Regions from separate parts of the Sus scrofa genome. Here region 2 is linked to region 1. Evidence: chromatin contacts called from public Hi-C data. All regions are on one chromosome and are shown on one strand. The core of a region is the stretch at or near the end of the contact, and the rest is flanking DNA. Distances in the headings are between cores, read along the strand shown.

The links. Hi-C and Micro-C count contacts between places; a contact is called where the count stands out from the background.
Region 2: a contact with region 1 is called in a Hi-C map of liver, with 1.6 times the contacts expected there. The contact joins the promoter of FOXJ3 here to the promoter of PPCS in region 1. A contact is called at or near these places in 2 of 5 promoter capture datasets (fetal liver and liver), 9 of 47 Hi-C or Micro-C datasets (embryonic fibroblasts, fetal heart ventricle, fetal skeletal muscle and 3 more) and 1 of 2 datasets of contacts at active chromatin or transcription factors (alveolar macrophages).

Annotation. Positions count from the first base shown.
Region 1 is chr6:168,874,379-168,879,129 of Sscrofa11.1, forward strand. PPCS (phosphopantothenate--cysteine ligase) reads right to left here and starts at 2,453. Exons shown (of 9, transcript XM_003128101.5): 1 at 1,852-2,453; 2 at 1,574-1,677. The coding sequence starts at 2,359. It overlaps ZMYND12 (zinc finger MYND domain-containing protein 12), which reads left to right and starts at 2,869. Exons shown (of 8, transcript XM_003128102.4): 1 at 2,869-3,007. The coding sequence starts at 2,898.
Region 2 is chr6:168,992,402-168,997,152 of Sscrofa11.1, forward strand. It overlaps FOXJ3 (forkhead box protein J3), which reads left to right and starts at 2,031. Exons shown (of 13, transcript XM_021096929.1): 1 at 2,031-2,237.

The DNA.
Region 1 (4,751 bases), core at 1,203-3,702:
TTAGGATGCAGGTCCAATCCCTGGCATTGCTAAGCGGGTCAGGGATCTGGCATTGCTGTGAGCTGTGGTATAAGTCGCAGAAGTGGCTCGGATCTGGCGTTGCTGTGGCTGTGGCACAGGCCCTCAGCTGTAGCTCCGATTCAATCCCTAGCTTGGGAACTTCCATGTGCCGAAGGTGCGGCCCTAAAAAGCAAAAAAAAAAATCACTTTTAACATCTTAGCATTGAGGAAACAGAACTGATTTTATTTTGAGCCATCAAAAACTACTGTAGGGAGTTCCCTGGTGGCTCAGTGGGTTAAGGATCTAGTGTTGTCACTGCTGTGGCTCTGGTTACTGCTGTGGCAGGATTCAATTCCTGGCCCAGGAATATGTGTATGCTTCAAGGGCAGCCAAAAAACAAACAAACAAAAAACTACTATATCAGTCTCAATCCCTTCTAAGGGGAAGGTTAAGTTGTTTTGTGTACTTTCAAGATAGAAGTGAAAGTTACAGGATAAACCACAGCTCCCAGAACTTGAAAAGTGTGAAATCACTAAGCTAAGCACCAGGATTTCCCCTCTGAGTCAGCGAGTGTGAGAGTGATCATATGCTCAGACCCCACTTCATCTCCCTCCTTGGCATTTATCACGCCTAACGTGGTAGGCATTCGACTTGTCTCCCCTGTAGGGCATAAGCAAAACAAGGGCTTGGTATGCTTCTTTTCACTGCTTTGCCTGCAGGTCCTACAGTAGTGTCTGGCATATGGTAGGTACTCAGTACTGGCTGAAGAAAGGGACAAATAAACCATCTTAGGAAGTCAGCAGGTGCCCCCAGTTTTTCCTACTTATAGTCTACTAAGAATCCCCTTGGGTCCCAAGAAGGCAGAGCAAGTCAGCCTCTCAACCACACCACCACCTTCCCCACACCTCTTCCCGCAACTGCAACAATACCCACCATCTACGCTGCCCCCTCCACTCTCGCTCTCTCTGAGTCACCTTCCATACTGATGCCAGAATGTTCTTCTCCAACAAAAACTTTATTCATCATTCTCCTACGTAGGTTCCCTTGGCTCCACAGGATTAAGTCCAACCTCCTCAAGAAGGAATACAAAACCTCCTATGAAGTAAGCTGTCTCTCCAGTCCTCCCTCCACCCCCACCACTCTCCTGACTCCGGAGCCTTCGGGAACAACTTTCTTTCACAATGCACTGCCCACCTCCAAACCCCAATTGTGTACTCTGTCTGGAATGATCTTCTCTACTTCATCGGGTCCCCCCTCTACGCACCTTTTAACACCCCGTTCAAGCCATCTCCTCCAGAAAGCCCTGACTTCCCCCAAGTTTCACTCACCCCATGCTGACTCCACTTGTACGTACCTCTACCAGAGCATTTATGACTCTGTACTGTAATTATGTCTGTGTCCAGCAACCTCACTAGACTGTGAGGTCCTTTAGGGAGGGCGGTGTCTTATTCATCTCTGTATCCCTAGTGCCTAGCACATATGGGATGCACAAAGGCCATCTCCAGATCAAAAGGAAATTAACCCGAGATTGGTTATAGGGAATGAGATCTCCGGAAGAGACGCGCCCATCACCTGCAGCGGGCCCCCAGACGACTGGATCTTGTGTTTAGGCATTTCAGAGGCAGGAACATAGAAATCGGACACGGCCGCAGCCAGGTAAAACATCGCAGAAGAGCCTGCAAAGAGAAGCACAGGGGGTAATAAATCGAAGAGGGGTATGAGGCCAGGTCCTTCTCAGCTCAGGCTCCCCCACGGTGAGAGCCCTGGGTAATGAGGGGGTCAGGGGATACGTGTCTAGGGGGGAAAAGGCTCTGCCGCTGGGCATTGGACAGACTCCTAAAGGCACGCACCTAGCGGATTGAGCGCCTGGGCTGCAGCCTGCAGCAGATGCAAATAGTCGGCCAAAGTGGTGAACTCTACGGCCAAGAAGGTGCCGGCAGCCTCAGCCTCCTGGTAGCTCCGCAGAGCCGCAGCGAAGCCCGGAAGCGACTTCTCCTCCGCCTCCAGACTCAGCAGGCCGGGAGGGGCTCGGCCAGAGGGTCGCAACGCCGACAGCCAGGTCTGGGGCGGGAAGCGGTGGGCAAAGGGGAAGGCAGAGCGAGCGCGGTACAGGAACAGGACGCCGTAGCCCGCGGCCAGAAAGGCCTCTGCGGAGGTGGCCCCGCGCCGCCCGCTGCTGAAGTTGTCCAGGAAGCGCACAGGCCGGGCTTCCAGGGGGACCTTGGTGCCACCGGACGTGACCAACACCACCCGCCGCCCCTGCGAGCCCAGCCCGGCGGCGAAGCGAGCCATAACCTCCGCCCAGCGCGTAGCACCGGCGGGCTGGGGGAACTCGGCCACCAGGTCCACGGCCGCCATCGGTCCCGGGCGGCCCCGCGCCTGCGCGAGCTCGGCGGCCCCGGCGCCACGCCCCCTGTCCCGGGACCTGGGCCGCGCGCAGCCGCAATGGCGTGGGGGCGGTGGCCACCGTGCGCTGCGCGCGCGCGCTGCGGCTCTGCGCGTCCGCAAGGGCGTGCAGGCTACGGCCCGCAGCCGGGGACCCCGACCCCAGGCCGCCGCGGGGTCTGGGCTGGGCCGGCAGCCGGCGCGGTCACTGCCCGCCGCGGTGCTGTCCTAGCCGGGGTGGGGAGCCGGCCGTCTGAGCCTTCCCGGGCGCCGTGCAGACGCTCCTGGCCTCGGGCCCCGCCAAATGCGACTGTCCGGCCCCTTCACCTCTGGCCTTGGGGAGAGGGGCAGCTGCTGGCTTTCTCCCCGACCCCGCGGGGCTCCGCGGGCCACGCCCCTCTGCTCGGCCCTGCAACGCGCCGGCGGCGGCGTGTCGCTCACGTGACACCTGCGTCCTGCGCGTCCTTGCCGGGCAACCGGCCTAGAGAGCACGCCGGCCGTCTGCCGCGGCATGGATGTGATCTACCCCCTGGCGGTGCCCAAGGGTCGCAGGCTCTGCTGTGAGGTGTGCGAAGCCCCGGCCGAGCGGGTGTGCGGGGCCTGCACAGTCACATATTACTGGTAGGCCCTGAGACGGGGCCCGGGGCGCCTCCACCCTCCCTCTCCCCCGGTCGCCAGGGTGGGCCTGGGAGCCCCGCGTCCGCCAGGGAACCCTCGAGGCGGCTTGGAGACGGTCCCTAAGAGCTGAGGGCGCGCCCGCCGCCTCTCCCACTCCCTCCTTCGTCCCCAGATGTTTAGTTGAGCACCTGCTGTGCGCCGTGCGCTGCTCCCGGCGCCGACGTTACCGGGGGGATCGCGGGAGACCGCGCCCCTCCCAAATCTGAGGTTCTGACGAGGAAGAGGGCAAAGTCCATCAGCAATCAGAAAACAAGGCGATGTCAGAGTGAGAAATACCAGGAAGACGAAGGGAATGTGATGGGCCTCGTTTAGAGCAGACAGACTATGGAGCTGAAGATAAAGGAGAAAAGCCCGCGAAGGATCTGCTGGAGGAAGAGTGAGGGGCACAGTGAGGCTCGGAGGGAGGGAAGACTTCGCCGTGTTTGAGGAATAGAAAGCAAGCTAGTTTGCTGGTGCACAGCCAAGATGTGTGCTGTGCTGAGGGTAGTACGAGACGAGATCGGTTTTCATTTTTTCAGCAAAACATCTCCAGACCTTTACTTCAGATCGGACCCCGTGTGAGACCCAAGATAAAACAGCCAGGCTGCTGACGTCCCGAAATCTAGTCCAGAGCCTACTAATTTGTATTTAAAAAGTCACTGTAATACAACCCTACCTGCCGTTACTCAGGGAGTACTATTGCCTGGGACCTCTGAGGATGGAAGCGTGGTGACTGGGGTGGGGCAGTATCTAGAAAGGTTTCTCTGAAGGAGTAACACTTGCTGAGCCTTGAAAGGTCAGGGGGAAATTGCTAGGTGAACAAACAATGAAGAAGGAAGGGTAGCAGTTCCCGTCGTGGCTCGGTGGTTAACCAATCCGACTAGGAACCATGAGGTTGCAGGTTCGATCCCTGGCCTTGCTCAGTGGGTTAAGGACCTGGCGTTGCCATGAGCTGTGATGTAGGTTGCAGACGCGGCTCCGACCCCCGTTGCTGTGGCTCTGGCGTAGGCTGGTGGCTACAGCTCTGATTCGACCCCTGGCCTGGGAACCTCCATATGCCTCGGGAGCAGCCCGAGAAATGGCAAAAAGCAAAAAAAAAAAAAAAAAAAAAGGAAGGGTAGGGCGCCCTGGCCCCAGGACTGCTTGGGAAAAGGGTGAAAGAATAGACTACACTGTTCAGAGGTGTCCCCATGGCGGAGGGAGCAGTCACTGATTTTCAGACTGCAGTTAGCTGGTCATGAAGAAAATCACAACCAGCATCTTAAGCAAAAAAAAAAATGAATAAAATAGAAAGTCTCGGAGTAATCCTACTTGAATCGCTTCCTGAAACTTTTTTTTTTTTGCTTTTTACTTTTTAGATCAACACTCGCTGCATATGGAAGTTCCCAGGCTAGGGGTTGAATAGGAGCTGCAGCTGCCGGCTTACACCACAGCCATAGCAATGCCAAAGCTGAGTCGCATCTGCAACCTACACCGCAGCTCATGGCAATGCTGGATCCTTAACCCACCAGCTAGGCCAAGGATGGAACCTGCAACCTCATGGATCCTAGTTGGGTTCATTAACCACTGAGCCACAAAGGGAACTCCTCTTTCTGGAGTGTTTTAGTGTTTTATGTGGATATATGTACTTGTACTGGTGAAATGTATTTTCCTACTATAGGTTGAGTAAAAAAAAAAGTTTAAAAACCCTTGTGATAGGTGCTAGTGA
Region 2 (4,751 bases), core at 781-3,280, 120 kb after region 1:
TTTGCATGTCTACATATTTCTTTTATTAAGTCCTCCCTCTTTTCTTGTAAATGTCTTCCCTGCTTCCTCTTCTTTGCCCCCGTGCAGGCCTAAGGCCATTTGCCTAGATTCATGCATGAGTTTACTTGACAAAAGAGATGAGGTGTAACGAAACAGAAAAACAGGACATCTCAGCCGAGGTAGAGCTGGAAAGGGAGCTGGACTGGGAAAACACTGGGTTTGAGTCCTGGCTCAAGCTTTGACCTCTTCTCAACCTCAATTTCAGCAGCTATATAGATGAACACAGGCGAAGTTCCTGCCGTAGCACAGTGTGATCAAAGGCATCTCTGGAGCACCAGGACACAGGTCCGCGCCCCAGCCTGGTGCAGTGGGTTGGGGGATCTGGCATTGCTGCATCTTCAGCTCAGATCTGATCCCTGGCCTGGGAACTTCATGTGCCTAGGGACGGCCCCCCCAAAAAAAAAAATTCAAAAAAAATTTTTCAAAAAGGAACATAGGAGTCCTGTTTTAGGAACCTGACATGTGACAGCACCGGGCATGTGGTCTCCACTAGTTGGGGCATCCATCAGGTCAGAACCTTGGCTTATTCTCCACTGAAGCCCCAGCATTTAACATGTACTTCAAAGGAAGTAAACAAACATTTTATTGATAAAGAAATGGTTGATGTTAAAAAAAAAAAAAAGGTCCTGCCCCCTCTGCTCCCTCCTCCAGTTTTCCTCATACCTCTTACCTTGGTCTTTTTTTTCCCGGAAGGCACTAAACGCTTCCCATCATACCAGATTAGTTTCCTGTGACATTTATCATCTTTCTTTCCATACTTAGATGGCAGCTCCAATAAGAAGGATATTCCCTCCCACCAATGCCCCGCTTCTATTCACCGATCCAACCCAAACACTAAAATAGTGTCTGACAACCTCAGTAGTGATTGGCAAACCTTTGTTGGATGAATGAGTGAATGAATCTCTTAATTTCAGAGTCTTGCTGGAGTCCTACGTACCATGAGAACATAGGAGTGCTCTGAACCCCCGGTGCCTACAAATGCTTGGCAAATGGCAGGTGTTCAATGTTTGCTGAAGCAATTGGGTACTCGGCTCTTTCCCAGAGGTCTTTATCTGATCCCTATGGGACTACGTCAGAGGACCTTCCCGGAGTCAATTCAGTCGGGCCTCCCTTTTCCATCTCATTCAATCAACCTAGTATTCATCTAACAGATTATCTGAGTTTCCAAGTATTGAGCACCTACTGTGAGTTCAAAAGCATGCTTGGTGCTCTGAATGTAACTAAATGTGAAATTACAGGGCAGATTTGCAGTGCTGATACTTTAGAGAAAGAATTAGTAAAGATGGACGTAGAAATAAATTCCAAAGTTCACAAGCCGCCCAACTACCCTGCTAAAGACGCCACCTTTTGATAGCAAGGACCATAACCTGGGCAGCTGCCTGAGAATCAGAAAGGCCTTTGGAGTTCCAACTGCCTTGTTTTAAGGAGAAGGAAACCAAGCCTAGGCACGGGAGAGGCCTCGGCAGAGATGGGTCTAGAACCGGGACTTGGGACGTTCTAGAAGGAGAGGTGGCCTGAAGGTCTAAGATGCCTCTGTGGGGGCGCGCAGAGTCCGCTGGGCGCCGAGCTGGACTAGGGGGCCGGGCTCTCGGCGAGGCGAAGGGGCCTGTCGCTACGGCGCGGTAGAGGGGCTTTGCGGGGAGGTCAAGGCGCCGTCCTTCCGGGCCCGGGGCCCCAGGACTCCGTGGACAGGGTCCGAGGCGGAGGTCCCTGCCGTCCTCCACTTCGGAGCTGCCCCCGCCGCCCTCACTCCCGGGTCGCCACGCTGGGGCGCACAGCTCAAGCCACCCGGAGCTGCCGGCCGCCGGATGACACGGGCTGCGCGGAGGCGGGGCCCCAACCGCGCTGGGCACTACTTGTCCCAGCGGAGGGATCCCGCGCGCGCCGCCGTAGCCTTGACCGTGAAGGGCCGTGACGCCGTCGACGCCGCGCCGGTGGCGCAGCGACGTCGCGGGAGGCGGGGGCGGCGGCGGGGGCGGGAGGGGGAGCGGGTCGGGAAGTAGTTCCGGGTGCGCGGCCCCGGATGTTGGCTGCTCCCGCTGCCGCCGCCGCCGCTCTCGGCGCTGCTCCGGGCCTCGGCCGCTCGCTCCAGGGGCCGCTGGGACCTTCCCCGGGCGTGGGAGACGCACGCAGCGGCCGGGGGCTCGGCCGGGCCGTCCCGGCCTGCGCAGCCTGAGGTGAGCGCCGGTCGTCGGGGCGGCCGGGCCGGGGCGGCGGGTGAGGAGGCGGGGCCGGGGCATCTCCCGGGACGGAGGCAGGGGCTGCCCTCCGCGGGACGCCCTCCGGCTTCTCCGAGCAGCGGCCGCGCCGCGGGGCGGGCGGCGGGCGGGGCGGGGGGCCCGGGCCCGGGCCGAGGCCTGGCGGGCGGCGAGGGCTGGGTGCCTCCCTCCCCCGCGGCGCTTCTCAGCTGCTGCTGCCCCTCAGCCGAGCGGCGGCCGCGCCGCGCCTCCCGCCCCTCCCCCAGGCGGGGCCCGGGGGCGCCAGACGGGGCTCCCGGGGCGTCGCGCCCGCGGGCAGTGGCCGGCTTCTCTCCGTGACCTGCCCGTGGCCTGAGCTGGTCGCTGCCCCCGGCGCGATGCAGCTTCTTTCCTTCAGGCTTCGGGGTGGCTCTCGGGCGGCGAGGCGGCCAGCACCTTGCGTGTCTGGGGTGCCCTTCGGGGTGAGGAGGCCCGTGCGGGGGGCCTGCGTTCCCACCCATCCTGTCGCCGTGTCCTTTGCCGGCACTGGGGCAGAGGCAGCCGTTCCGTGCGGACGTGTTGCTGTCCTGTGTGTGTTGCATCCTGCCCACGTGGTAGGGTGTCTCCCCCTCCCCCCTCCATTTTTGCAGCTGGCGAGGAGGGAGGTGAAAGTGGGGTGGTTTTTCCTCTGCGAGTTCCTTGGCGCGGCGTGGAAGGTGCTAGGGTCAGGGTGCTTTGCTGCGGCGGACTCTTGGTCGGCTGGAACCAGCAAGACTTGTCCTCTGAAACGGGGGCTGGTAGGGTCTTGGTTTCATGGACGTCTTTTCTCCTCTCGCTGCTCCTGGTCTTTTTCCTGCAGACCGAATAGCAAGCTCTAGCTGCTGATGCACTGAGGTGTATAGTTTTCACTTCTCTATTCTACTGTGTGTGTGAGGTTGGCGAAGGTTTTTCTTTTCTGTGTGGCGCAGTCCACGTCTCTGTTGTTCCTAGTTGGATTCCTCTGTGCGCTGAGTTGGGCTGGCTGGGGGGCGGGGGTAGAGGTTGGTGGGCATCTTTAGTGTCTTCTCTTGACATTTACTTTATTTTCTCCTGTTGAGTTTGCCGGCGAAACAAACTGCGTGTCATAGATGTGTTACATGCATAGCGTTTTACTTGCACGGCAGCGCTAAATAGTTTCCCAGAGTCACTTATTTCGTGGGAGCTCGTTTATTGCACGTTCTCACTCTTTCTGTTGAGTAGGATCGCACTTTTTGGTCTTTGGAACGTGCTTTGAGTAGTTTACTTCCTAAATGTCTTTTCCAGGTGAGGGTGTCCATCTTCCTGTGTTTTGCTCTTTGGTGACCATAGATTGCTCCCTTCACAGGGAACCGGCCACAGGAGCAGTGAGAGAAGCCTGTTATTCTTCCTAGACCTTAGCAAATATTTATAGAAAAGCAGTAACTCCTCCCCGTTTTTCTGTCTGGGTGGCAGCTGGAGATGATTGAGGTTTTTTGTCTTTTAGATTTCTGTTTTCTTTTTGTTTTCTTGGAGTTAAGGTGAATCTCGGTCTTGGTTTGGTGCTGCTGAAGATACTGGGGATGTTCTCATGCTTTTATTAGGTATTTTTTGGGTGGGGTTGGGATGTATTTATTTTGGCTCTTTTTGGTTTGTTCGTTTGGGTGAAATGAAAATCTTAATATTTTGAAGTTTAGATTTCAAAGTGGCCAGCATTTCACTTTTTCTTTGTTTTTCATATGCGCATTCTCTTAGGGTATATTCATATATTTTTTCTTTTATCTGGTACAGTTGTTAGTATATTCTCCCTCAGTGTAAAATAGAAATATTTAAACACAGATTTTATCTGCCCTCACTATGCTAAGTATGGGTGGGGCAGTGGAAAGTGGAGAATGTTGTTCCCATACATCCTGAGACATATTTATTAAGTCAGTCTTCATTGTGCACTTCTGCAAAATACTGTGCTTTGTGTAAAGTAGTCTGCACGAAGAGACCCAAGGGATAAAACATGTGGTCTCTTCAAAAGTTTCAGCTTCTTTTGGGGAAACAACGCACAACGTGCATCATTCATAGTTCCAAGAAGCATCGAGCTCGGGGTTGGGATAACGGTGCAGCTAAAGCCTAAGGTATAAATAAGATTTGGAGAAATTGAACTTTTCAGAGGAGAAGGGATGTTTTCCAGGAGAGTGGGGGGGGGGGTACTTGCAAAGACATAGAGGTGGCCATGTACCGAAGACACCATGCGGCGTGACTGGCAGAGGGAAACGGTGTTAGTGAATAACAGTGTAAGTGCGTCTGGGCTTGGTGGGTGGGCCTTGCTGGAGAACCTTGTCAGGGAGACAGGGCTGGGGGACCAGGGTACTGCAGTGGGTTCTAAGGAGATGCGCATTGTTCCCTGAGGAAGGTTTTGTATCACTTGAGTGACTGGAAGCGGGGAGGCTGACTAGAAGGCTCTTGGGGGATGTTAGGAATGAGAAGATGATGGGATAAAATTATCGAAATAAAATAATAGCAGTTATA